Linked DNA regions of Anas platyrhynchos: region 2 is linked to region 1. Evidence: chromatin contacts called from public Hi-C data. All regions are on one chromosome and are shown on one strand. The core of a region is the stretch at or near the end of the contact, and the rest is flanking DNA. Distances in the headings are between cores, read along the strand shown.

Region 1 (5,080 bases), core at 1,245-3,744:
GCAGTAGCTTCTTAATACAAAAAGTAGTTAGAAGAAGAAACTAAAGACAAAGCTGCAAAAATACCTAAATAAGATGTCGAAAATGTTTGTAATTCCCAAGTACATTTTGCAGCTGCCTAATTCTCAGTTAACTGTGTGCTTTGCTACCATCAACTTAGTTTTAAGTCTATTAACATCGTTAATTTACAATAGCACATAGCTGCACAACAATTACTTTGTGGTATGTAGAAGAACACTACTCAAACTATATCGTGTCAGAGAGCCCATAATATGGTGATTTTCAAAGTATCAATAAATAGGAAGGAATGATGTACATAGCTATATGCCAACATAACAACAAATGAAGCTGTCATTCTCTTTTTATTATACTTCTGTTCTAGATGCTGCTTCCTTATAAATTCAATATGACTTTATTCTTAGCCCTGTGATATTTCAACGCTCTTTTATTCTCTCTCTCTCAGTAATATGGGGATCTTTTATATAAGTTTTTCCAGATACACTAAGTTTCTATTGATTGCACAATCATTAGCTTTTCTTGTCATTTCATTCCGAAGCTTAATTAAAATGCATTGCTAAATCAGTTTTTTTTACTCTGCACCATTTTTTTTTCTTCTGCATTGACAAAGTTCACTTTAAAAAATGGTGGGGAGAACAGAGTTACACTGAGGATTTTGGATTCTAGCATGCCCAGAGATGGAGGTGGATGTGCTTGAGTGTGTTGGCAAGCTCAGGAAAAGGCATGGCTCTGTAAGACTTTCAGAAGGGCAATCAGGCATGTGGGATGCATCCTGAGGGGTTTTCCGAACTTCTTGGGTGGCAACAGTCACTCCATCATTGAATTTATGCTTCCCAGAGCAGGCAAAGCAAGCCATGCCCAAAAGAGCCCTCTTGGCATACCCTACTGTGGAGCAAGCTGCCTCAGAATGGCTGCTTTGTTCATTAAATCATCTGGACAATGTGAAATCATGTTCTACTTCGGTTAATTACTTTCTCCTCACGTCTGCTTGATTTCACTGATATGTACAGTCAATTATCTCCACAGCTAGATTATTAAGTTATGCAGCTGCTGGTGAACACACTGAGAAATGTCAACTTTTGATATAAATTAAAGGTTCTTCTTCTTCTGCCTGCAATAGAAAGCAGCAGGAGAGTTTTCCCGTGCTGGAGACTTACTTTCAGAGAGACAGCCACAAAACCTGCATCATTGCACAAAGATGTTTTAAGTGCTATAAACTTTTTTTGACCCCCATGCTTTTCCTTTTGGGAAGTCTGATCTCTGGCACTCCTCAAAGTTTTCTGACCTGTTTACTAAAGCATTTTGCTACTCTCACACTCTTTCATACGTGCCCCCTCTGAATAATGTCTCGTTTCACACATAATTCTCTCTTCTATTACCTCTTCTTCCATGTTGTTTCAATCTCACGTATGGAAAGGTTGTATTTTCTGCCAGCTTTAAGCACATTACATTTCCCCTGCTACCCTAGCTAGTAACCTGTAAGCTTGAAGATATGCACTGTAGAATTACCTCATGCAATACTCGCACCCTGCTGAGTCTGTACTGGGCAACAGCAAATAATTGAGTTGGGCACCAAAACCTCTCTTCAGTTTTTTTTCCATTCAAGGCCCCGTTGAGCAAAATCTATCAGCATTCAAGTATTAAAAGAACACAGTATAAATCAACCAGAACAAACTGACTTACTGGCATAGTATTTTCCCAGATTGGGTTTTCATTTATGAACTCAATGAATTAATTGCTGGACATACTTAACTGCCTAAATCATAAGCTGTGTTTGCAATCTGGAACTAAGGCGACTCATTGCTGAGATTTACTTAAAATCCATTTGCCATATTGAGGAAGCAAAAATATTTTGTTTTTGCTTTTTAAATAAAGTCGAGCACAATGAGAAGAGAGCCTATGTAGATACACACTTTTAACATTTTGCCCCTCCAGCAAAGCAGACAATGATTTTTAAATTACTTTGACATTTCAGTTGAGAATTTTCTGAACCCTCCTTAATACAGAATTCCAACATGACCCAGGATTTTTTTTTTTCCCCACAGGTACCAATACTGTGTAAGAACTGTTTGCTCTCCACAACTGTTGCATACAGTGACATGCAATGTTCCTGATTCACGTGGGATCTGTCTTAAGACAACCACTTAATCTGACACACATTCCCCAAAGAGAAGGATTGTGTAAAGTGTGAAAATAATGAGTTCAAAAGTAGAGATGTGCTCTTATTTCTTGGGATATTCCATCACACAGAAGACAATGCTTTCAAAGTTTTTTTCAGCATCTTCACACTTTTTCAAGCTTGGATCCAATCATCCTTCCTTTAAATATGGTATATTTGATGCTACTTGCTTACTATGCAGAAAATTCATCCCACTAAAAGCGACTGCCTTTTTTTCTTCAGTATTCCTGCTGTTTTCATGCACACTGGAATTGCCCTTTATGATGGGTGCACACTGACACCTACTGCCTGAAGCAGAGACAACCCTGAAGGGTTTGCATGCACACCACCCAATTCTGTTTTGCAAATTTAGACCACTGTGCCTGTGCAGGATCCTCTCCAGACAATGCAAACATTCCTCTGGGGGCCATTCACAGCCTCCAAATTATGCTCCTGATTTGAAATGGAACAGATCACCTTCTCCCACTGAATATAAAGGGTACTTAGTGAGACAGTCCTAATTAACACCATGGAAACAGGACTCTCCATTTCCCAGAGCTCCACCTAATGACAGAGATCCCTTAGCCTGAAATCAAGGTATCTGGGCAATAAGAACAAGGGGACCTAGCAGCCTTGTAACTATTTTCAGCCAAGGCTTATATGATGGACAGTAACATGCATCCCATAACATAACAATTTGTAAGAGGGCCCTGCACTCCTGTGGGCTTTAGGACCTCTTACTGCATGTTCAGCCAACAAGGAAGCACTCAAAAGGAAGTCAAGCACCTTTCTGAGCAGACACTAAATCTATGATTAGTTCTTTCTGTTTCTTCAGAAAATGGACCTGAGAGCAAATACAGTAAAACATCTCACCACCAATGCTTGACTTGTATTATGTAAAAGGAGTTAAGGAGTTGTCTCATATAACAACTGTTAAAAGGGTAAACAGGCAGCTGCATTAAATGATTCTAACAGGATATTAGTACTGCCAGAGAAAAGAAGTACTAAAACAGGTGAAACTGTTTTAAGTCAATGCCTTGCCCTGAACTTGAGGGTGTCAAATGCAATTTTGACACTGCTTGTGACATCAGCTCTCATCCCAATTCCAGTTCAATGCTTTACATATCAACAAGAAAGCTCCATAATACATCAAAGCTTCTGTCCTTTTCCCCTTTAATATCACTCTGGCTTATCTCAGGTTGTACATATTAGGAAACTGCTCTGGAACCATCTACGTGACTCATATCAAATCTAAAGCAGATCCTCGAGCACAAAGCATGCCTGTAGATTCTCTGTCTTTTAAAAACTCATTGCACATGTTGAGCAAAAGTGTGCTCACAGGGAATTAATCGCCTTTGCCAGATGCTGTTTAATTACCTGAAACTGCACACTGCTTCTCAGTACAGATTACTCAGTATAGCTGGCATTCAGATTTTTCTAACAGAATTAAAAAATCTGTAACATGGCTCCTTATATAACTCTCTCAACTCGCTTTCCCACAAGGCTTCATTACAAAACTTTTGGAACATAGATGCCCTTCAGGCACGACTCCCTAGAACAATCAATCATCTAGCAAGGTTTTCCTCTTCTTTCAACACTGCAGAAATCTCCTTGCCTGGTACTAAGTATAGCTGAGTAAACAAATTGTCTTACCAGGGAATACAGAAAACGAAAGGACAAACCTGCTCAACAGTCAGGGAATGAATAAAACCACAGAACTCAGAGAAAACCAGCTTGCACACTGATCAAATCCACCTCATCATCCAAATGCCTAACAAGAGAAGGATTCAGCTACAAAATTTCTCATTACTTGCCTAAATTTATTAATTGCCTGATTGTGTCCATTTTTTTCCTCACATACTTAAGAAAACAATCCTTCTCTTTGTCTAAAATACAGGTGAAATACACGCACTCTAGTTCATTTCTTATGGTAAATAGGCCCTCCCTGCTCTTTTCTCCATTTTGTAACAGTTTTTGCTTGCTTTTTAACCATCTTTACAAACCTAACGCCATTTGAACACAAGTTACTGAAATCTTATGGGGCCTCATCTGAGTCTTGCAAAAGCCTCCCCCAAGTCTACGGTAAAAATGTACTTTATACATCCACAAATTTCTGCTTTAAGTGAAATTCATGACCATGTTTGTTTGTTTGTTTTACACCAGTAACTGTTGAAGAAAAAAAAAATATTCCAGCACACTTAAGGAACTCCACAAGCAATCTCTTTCCTCTTGTAGGAAAAAGACCTATAGATCTGAACCCTTCCCTGCCCATCTTCATGTTCTTAGATTAAGGCCTTTTTCTCTATACAGATGGCATGATATAAAGCATTTTGCTCAAATTGGATGATATATAGGTTTTTTCTTCCTCTCTATGGAAAGACTTTTCAAAAATAATTTGATTGTGCTTGTATCACCTCTCTTGATAAACTTAGATCACATTTTGCCTCATTTACCACTTTTGCGCCTTTAATGATTCTTTGTATCCTTACAGAGCAAGAGTGATGATTAGTTCTATACTTGTTAATTACCTATTCCTGCCTCCCCCAACCAACCTTCCCCTCCCCCCAAATCAAACCTACCAGAACACCAAAAGACCAATCCAGAACCCTAAAAAAGTGCAATTTTAAAAAATAGTGTATTGGTGGCATCCCAACAGTTCTGACTTGAAGACTTCAAGCATTTGTGTTATTGTTACCATTTGAACAAGAGCATTTGTGCTCGTTTCCACTTAATTAAATTATTGCATAATTATCTATATGAAATTACTGTATAAACAGGGCAGTGGCCTAACTTCGGCTCTATACACACCCTCCTGATTCACTTGAAATTGATTCACCTGTTCATGATACTTGAACAATATTTCAGACTACGTAAGTGTGGCTGGTAGCAACACAAATAGATGTGAC
Region 2 (5,080 bases), core at 701-3,200, 85 kb before region 1:
ATGGCCACACAGAGGGATTTTTCCCCTCACCAGCCCGTAGAGAGATGTAGATCCCCCCTTTGCCTCTCTGATTCCACTTGAAAAACAACAGGTGAGGTAAGTTCATGGTGCAATCAAACCTGAGCCAGCATGAAGAAATGAATCTTGGGAGTAGCCTCCAGAGGGAGCTGTGCTCAGTAAAGTGGGTGGAACCAATTTACTTTGGTGTTTTTACTATTTTACACGTTTATGAAAGACCAGCCTTGAAAGTTCTCTGTGAACTCTAAATGTAGACAACTAGCAACAGGTTTGAGCAACAGATTCCTGCCCCCCTTGGACAAATTACGGGCTTAATTTCCTCTTTTATATTATTATTATTATTATTATTATTATTATTAATAATTTATTTGATGTCTTCCCCTCCTTGATTGATCAGAGACAAACAGAGGAAAATGAGTGTAAAGGGACTTTTTACAGATATCTCCAAATGACAAAAGAAATAAAAACAAATGAAACAAACATTTTTTCCTCTACGCTTACTTATTCTAGAAGCTACTTGTAACACAGTAAGTAGAAGCCATTATGTCATAGGTACAATTGTACAATAGCAAGTAACTTTTTTCATGCTCAACAGGCATGACCCATGCAAATACAGAAGGCGTATTTGTATCTGATAAGTGACAGAGCGCATGCTAAGTATATAAACACTGGCATTTTGTGTCTCATGCATCCTTGCAAAGATCTTTACATGATTTGCTCAAATACGGACTGTCATTTTGAAAAATGAGAAAGAAGACCTACAGAGAGTGGAAGCAAGGACAGATAGCCTGGGAGGGATGCAGAGACACTGTCTGAGCAGCCAGGGCTCAGGTTAGGAAAGCCAAGGCCCTTTGAGAATTAAATTTGGCCAGGCACATCAAGGGCAACACGAAAGGTTTCTATAGGTATATTGGTGATAAAAGGAAGACTAGAGAAATTGTGGGCCCTCTTCGGAAGAAAGCGGGAGACCTAGTCACTGGGGATATGAAGAAAGCTGAGGTACTTAATGACTATTTTGCCTCAGTCATCACTGACAAGAGTTTGAGCCACGTGGCCCAGGCCCCAGGAGGCAAAGGCCAGGACTGGAAGAATGAAAAACTGCCCACTGTGGGAGAATATCAAGTTCAAGACCAGCCAAAGAACCTGAAGTTGCACAGGTCCATGGGATCTGATGAGGTGCATCTGCAGGTCCTGAGGGAACTGGCAGATGTGGTTGCTAAGCCCCTGTCCATCGTATGTGAGAAGCGGTGGCCATCCAGTGAAATTTGCAGTGGCTGGAAAAGGGGAAACATACCCCCCCTTTTTAAAAAGGGAAAAAAGCAAGACCTGGAGGACTACAGGCCAGTCAGTCACACCTCTGTACTTGGCAAGATCATGGAGCAGATCCTCCTGGAAACCAGGCTAAGGCACATGGAAAATAAGGAGGTGAGTGGTGACAGCCAACATGGCTTCACTGAGGGCAGATCATTCCTGACAAACCTGGTGGCTTTCTATGACAGGGTTACAGCACTGGTGGGTAGCGGAAGAGCAACTGACACCATCTACCGGGACTTGCACAAAGCCTCTGACACTGCCCCCTGTGATATCCTTGTCTCCAAGTTGGAGAGAGATGGATTTGATGGATGGACCACTTGGTGGGTGAGGATTTGGCTGGGTGCCTGCACTCAAAGAGCTGCGGTTCAATGGCTCAGTGTCCAGGTGGAGATCAGTGGTGCTCCTCAGGGGATCAGTTTTGGGACCAGTGCTGTTTAGCACCTCAGTTGGCGACAGGGACAGCGGGCTCAAGCGCACCCTCAGCACATTTACTGCTGACACCAAGCTGCGTGGCGCAGCCGACACACTGCAGGGAAAGGATGAGACCTGGACAGCCTTCAGAGGAGGGCCTGGGCAACCCCCTCAGGCTTCACCAAGGCTCGAAGAGAGCCCAGAGACACCGTGCCAACCCCACCCCCAGGCCGGGGCCCTGCCGCCCCGCCCGCCATAGGCGGCCCCGCGCCGCCCCTGCAAGGGGCCGGACTTCCGCGGGGCCGCGGCGGCAGCGGCGGGGCTGGGGCTGGGGCAGGTGAGCGGCCGGGGGGGGGGACCCTCGGGGCCCGGCCCCAGCGGAGGGGAGGGCGGCCGGGCAGGGCTGGGGACCCCCGGTTTAGCTCGTCGGGGGTCGCAGCTCGGGGTCGGTGAGCAGCGGGGGGAGCAGCGCTGCGGGGCTGCTGGGGGAGGGAGCCGCCATCCGTGCCAGCTGGGGCTTATTATAGCCGGGCTTATTATAGCCGAGGTCTCCCCATGGCAGCGCTTCTCCTGGAAATACACCCGTGCCGTGTCCCCTCGGCTCTTGCTGTGCTGTGCACATCCTTCATCGAGCCGGGCTGGGCTGTTCCGGGAGCGGGGATGCCGGGAGCCTGCCCTCCGCCCTGCTTTTTTTTGGGGGGGGGAGGCTGCAAGCGAGCGGCTCTGCTGCACTGCATCCCTTCGGGTCTCCAAAAATGAATACAGAGCAGTGAAGGGCAGGAGAGGTGCAGGGGTTGGCTCTTCATCCGGTTTTAAAATGCCCTAACTGATGCATTTTAAAGACCTTTCCCTAAGGGCTTGCCCTATAAAAAAAGCCGTGTTTTTATCCGTAGCACGTATCCAGCTGAGCACTAGGAATAACGTTGCAAACTCAGGTAAGTGAATATGAATTTTATCTATTTTTGCGTGTATACGTGCACGTCACCCTTACAGCCTCCTCGCCATCGAAGCCTTTTATATCCTCCTTTTAGTATCAGGAGGACGCACAGAAGGAGTTTGCAGTGTAGGATGGCTATTTTGTTCTTCCGCCGATGCCAGAGGAATAAACGCCGTGACCAGGATGGGAAACGAAGCGTGAATCTTTGTTCAGAGCTCCGTGTGTCAGGACGCAGCTCCTGCTCGAACACCCCACGCATTAAGGCTGGAAGCCCCATTGCAAGATGTGGTGGGGTGGCAGCGCAGGGCATGACAGCACGCTAAAACAATGCTGGTTTTAGAGATGGGTTATGCTTTCTGAATAAATCAGGTGAAAACACGGCCATTGGGAAATAGCTGTGTCTGTGTGCTCGCATGGAAAGGGGCTCTGTTGGTTTGCACTCTTTGAGTGGAAAGTGCTGCCCGGAATAATAGGGCTGCACACAGATTTATCAGCAAAACGTTCGGAGGGTGGGACTCCAGAGGACATATTTTTAGAACTAATCAAAAATCCATTTAAGGACAGATTTTTTAGAGTTCGTGGCACGCCTCGTTGTCTGCTCTAGGGGTTGTTAGGCTTTAGGTGCTTCAGAAAATCTGACAGCCAGCATGAATGGGCTCTGAGCTTCTTTGAGGTGTCACCCGAGTAACTCCTATGAATCACTGGGAGTCTGACCTCTTCCTACTTCAAGCTATGTCTTAACAGTGGGGAAAAAACATCGTTTGCTAATTGCACACACACCCCCAGCCCAGCACTGAAACTGCTTGTGTAGAATATTAACACAAGGAAATTAATTTGAAGTATTTTTAGCATTTTAAATGAAATTAGCATCTGGAAAGAAGACCGTGACCCATGGGGAGCAGACTGCCCAGAAACCCTTTTAGAAAGGTATCCTAAATTAATATTTAGCTCACGTTGTCCGATGTCCCTGCAGTTCAGGTTGTAGAGCGCTGAAGTCTTTTCAGCCCAGAGGCAACGTCGGCTGAGAGCAGCAAGGAAAGCGATCTGGGGATCTTCAGGGCTGCTCTCCTTGTGAAGCTGCTTACACCTTTGTAATCAGGGGATTCCCCAGGATGAGACAAATGGTAGCCTCAGATTTTTTTTGCTCTTTCAGCTGTCAGGCTTGAAATGATTCTGTGCCTTTGTGTTGTCACCTGCAGGAAGTTGCTTGCGGTGTTTATTTTTCTTTTTTTATTTTTTAGGCAGAACATGAAGTTCCCTGTAAATATAGCAGTTGTGTCACTGGAAGCATAAGCACGTGCATGACTTCAGTGTCACTGCGTCCCACGGCACTCCTGTTCCTGCTGTAGGAAATGGTGTAACTGGCACAGAGGGTGTCTTCCGTGGGCCATCTGAGGGCAGCCAAGCACCGAGTGTGCAGCAGGGGCTCTGCCAGCTGGACAGAGCCTTGTCACCTCCTGCTTTTTAAACTGGGGGTGCCTTGCAGCTGGCCGGTGACAATTGTACGTGGGGTGTGAGTGAAATGGGTTATGCTAAAAAGGAGCAGGGGCTCTTAGAGATAAATGGGATTCAGTGCGAACTTTAGGGCACCTGATAAGAGATCCTAGTGAACACTTTGTGGCAGGAAGCTGCACCACTGATGGGCTACAGCTGGAAAATCCTCTCCTCTCTGAGGTGGAGGTGACCGCAGCAGGGGAGCCCGGCAGGAGATGAACACACGCTGCTCAGGACTTGGATTATGAAGGGCTTTACTGCTAATACCTAGGGCTTGAATTAGCACCGAGCTTTGGAAACCAACTGAGTTGCACGTGTTTCCTGTCTATGAATCTGATTTTTTATTTTTATTTTTTATTTTTTTTGAGGAATTTTCTGGTGCTTTGAGGGTAGTCGCTGGCTTTTAGATCCTGTCCTGACATTGTAAGTGTTGCTGCCGCTGTAAGTTGCCTTAGTTTAAAACTTGGCGTGGTAAATCGTAAGGCTTGATGTTGAGGATCTTTCATTTTCTGTTCTGCTCTTTCTTTTTTTTCTCTTTACAGAAAAATAGGGCTTTAATCAGTTTCTAGTTCAAGCAGGGGAGTTCTCGGTGTCGTACTGGTATGGCATGTTTAACAAGTGGCCCCAAAACACTGAGATTAGGAGGGACAAGGAAGCGCTGCTACAATCTTTGAGGTGCTTGTTCTGGAACAAGGGCTGATTTCCCCCCCTCCAGCTCTTATGCAATAGAAAGCTGTTGCCATACCAAGTTCAGACTGCGCAATAACTCAGTCCCTTTACATTGCTTTATTTTTTTCCTTCCCGTTGTACTGCATTATCTGCAATCCCTGACTTTCACTGCGTTCAGCACCAGAGATAAGCCCTGAGCTCTGGCAGGTTGCAGTGATGGTGGAGTTTTACGTATCT

What was found. Hi-C and Micro-C count contacts between places; a contact is called where the count stands out from the background.
Region 2: a Hi-C map of subcutaneous adipose tissue shows a contact between it and region 1, with 2.5 times the contacts expected there. The contact joins the promoter of LOC101794869 here to the enhancer-like site in region 1. A contact is called at or near these places in 2 of 8 Hi-C or Micro-C datasets (small yellow follicle and subcutaneous adipose tissue).

What each region holds. Positions count from the first base shown.
Region 1 is chr4:14,861,100-14,866,179 of IASCAAS_PekinDuck_T2T, reverse strand. The region is part of intron 7 of FAM13A (family with sequence similarity 13 member A); the gene reads right to left. Among named protein-coding and RNA genes, the nearest start is that of FAM13A, 81 kb to the right of the region's middle. Within about 2 kb of position 2,494, at least 2 of the 8 cell types and tissues checked have an H3K27ac peak or open chromatin away from gene starts, as enhancers often do. A contact at or near this core is called in subcutaneous adipose tissue, where this site is marked.
Region 2 is chr4:14,945,103-14,950,182 of IASCAAS_PekinDuck_T2T, reverse strand. LOC101794869 (probable E3 ubiquitin-protein ligase HERC3) reads left to right here and starts at 1,950. Exons shown (of 25, transcript XM_027455804.3): 1 at 1,950-2,080.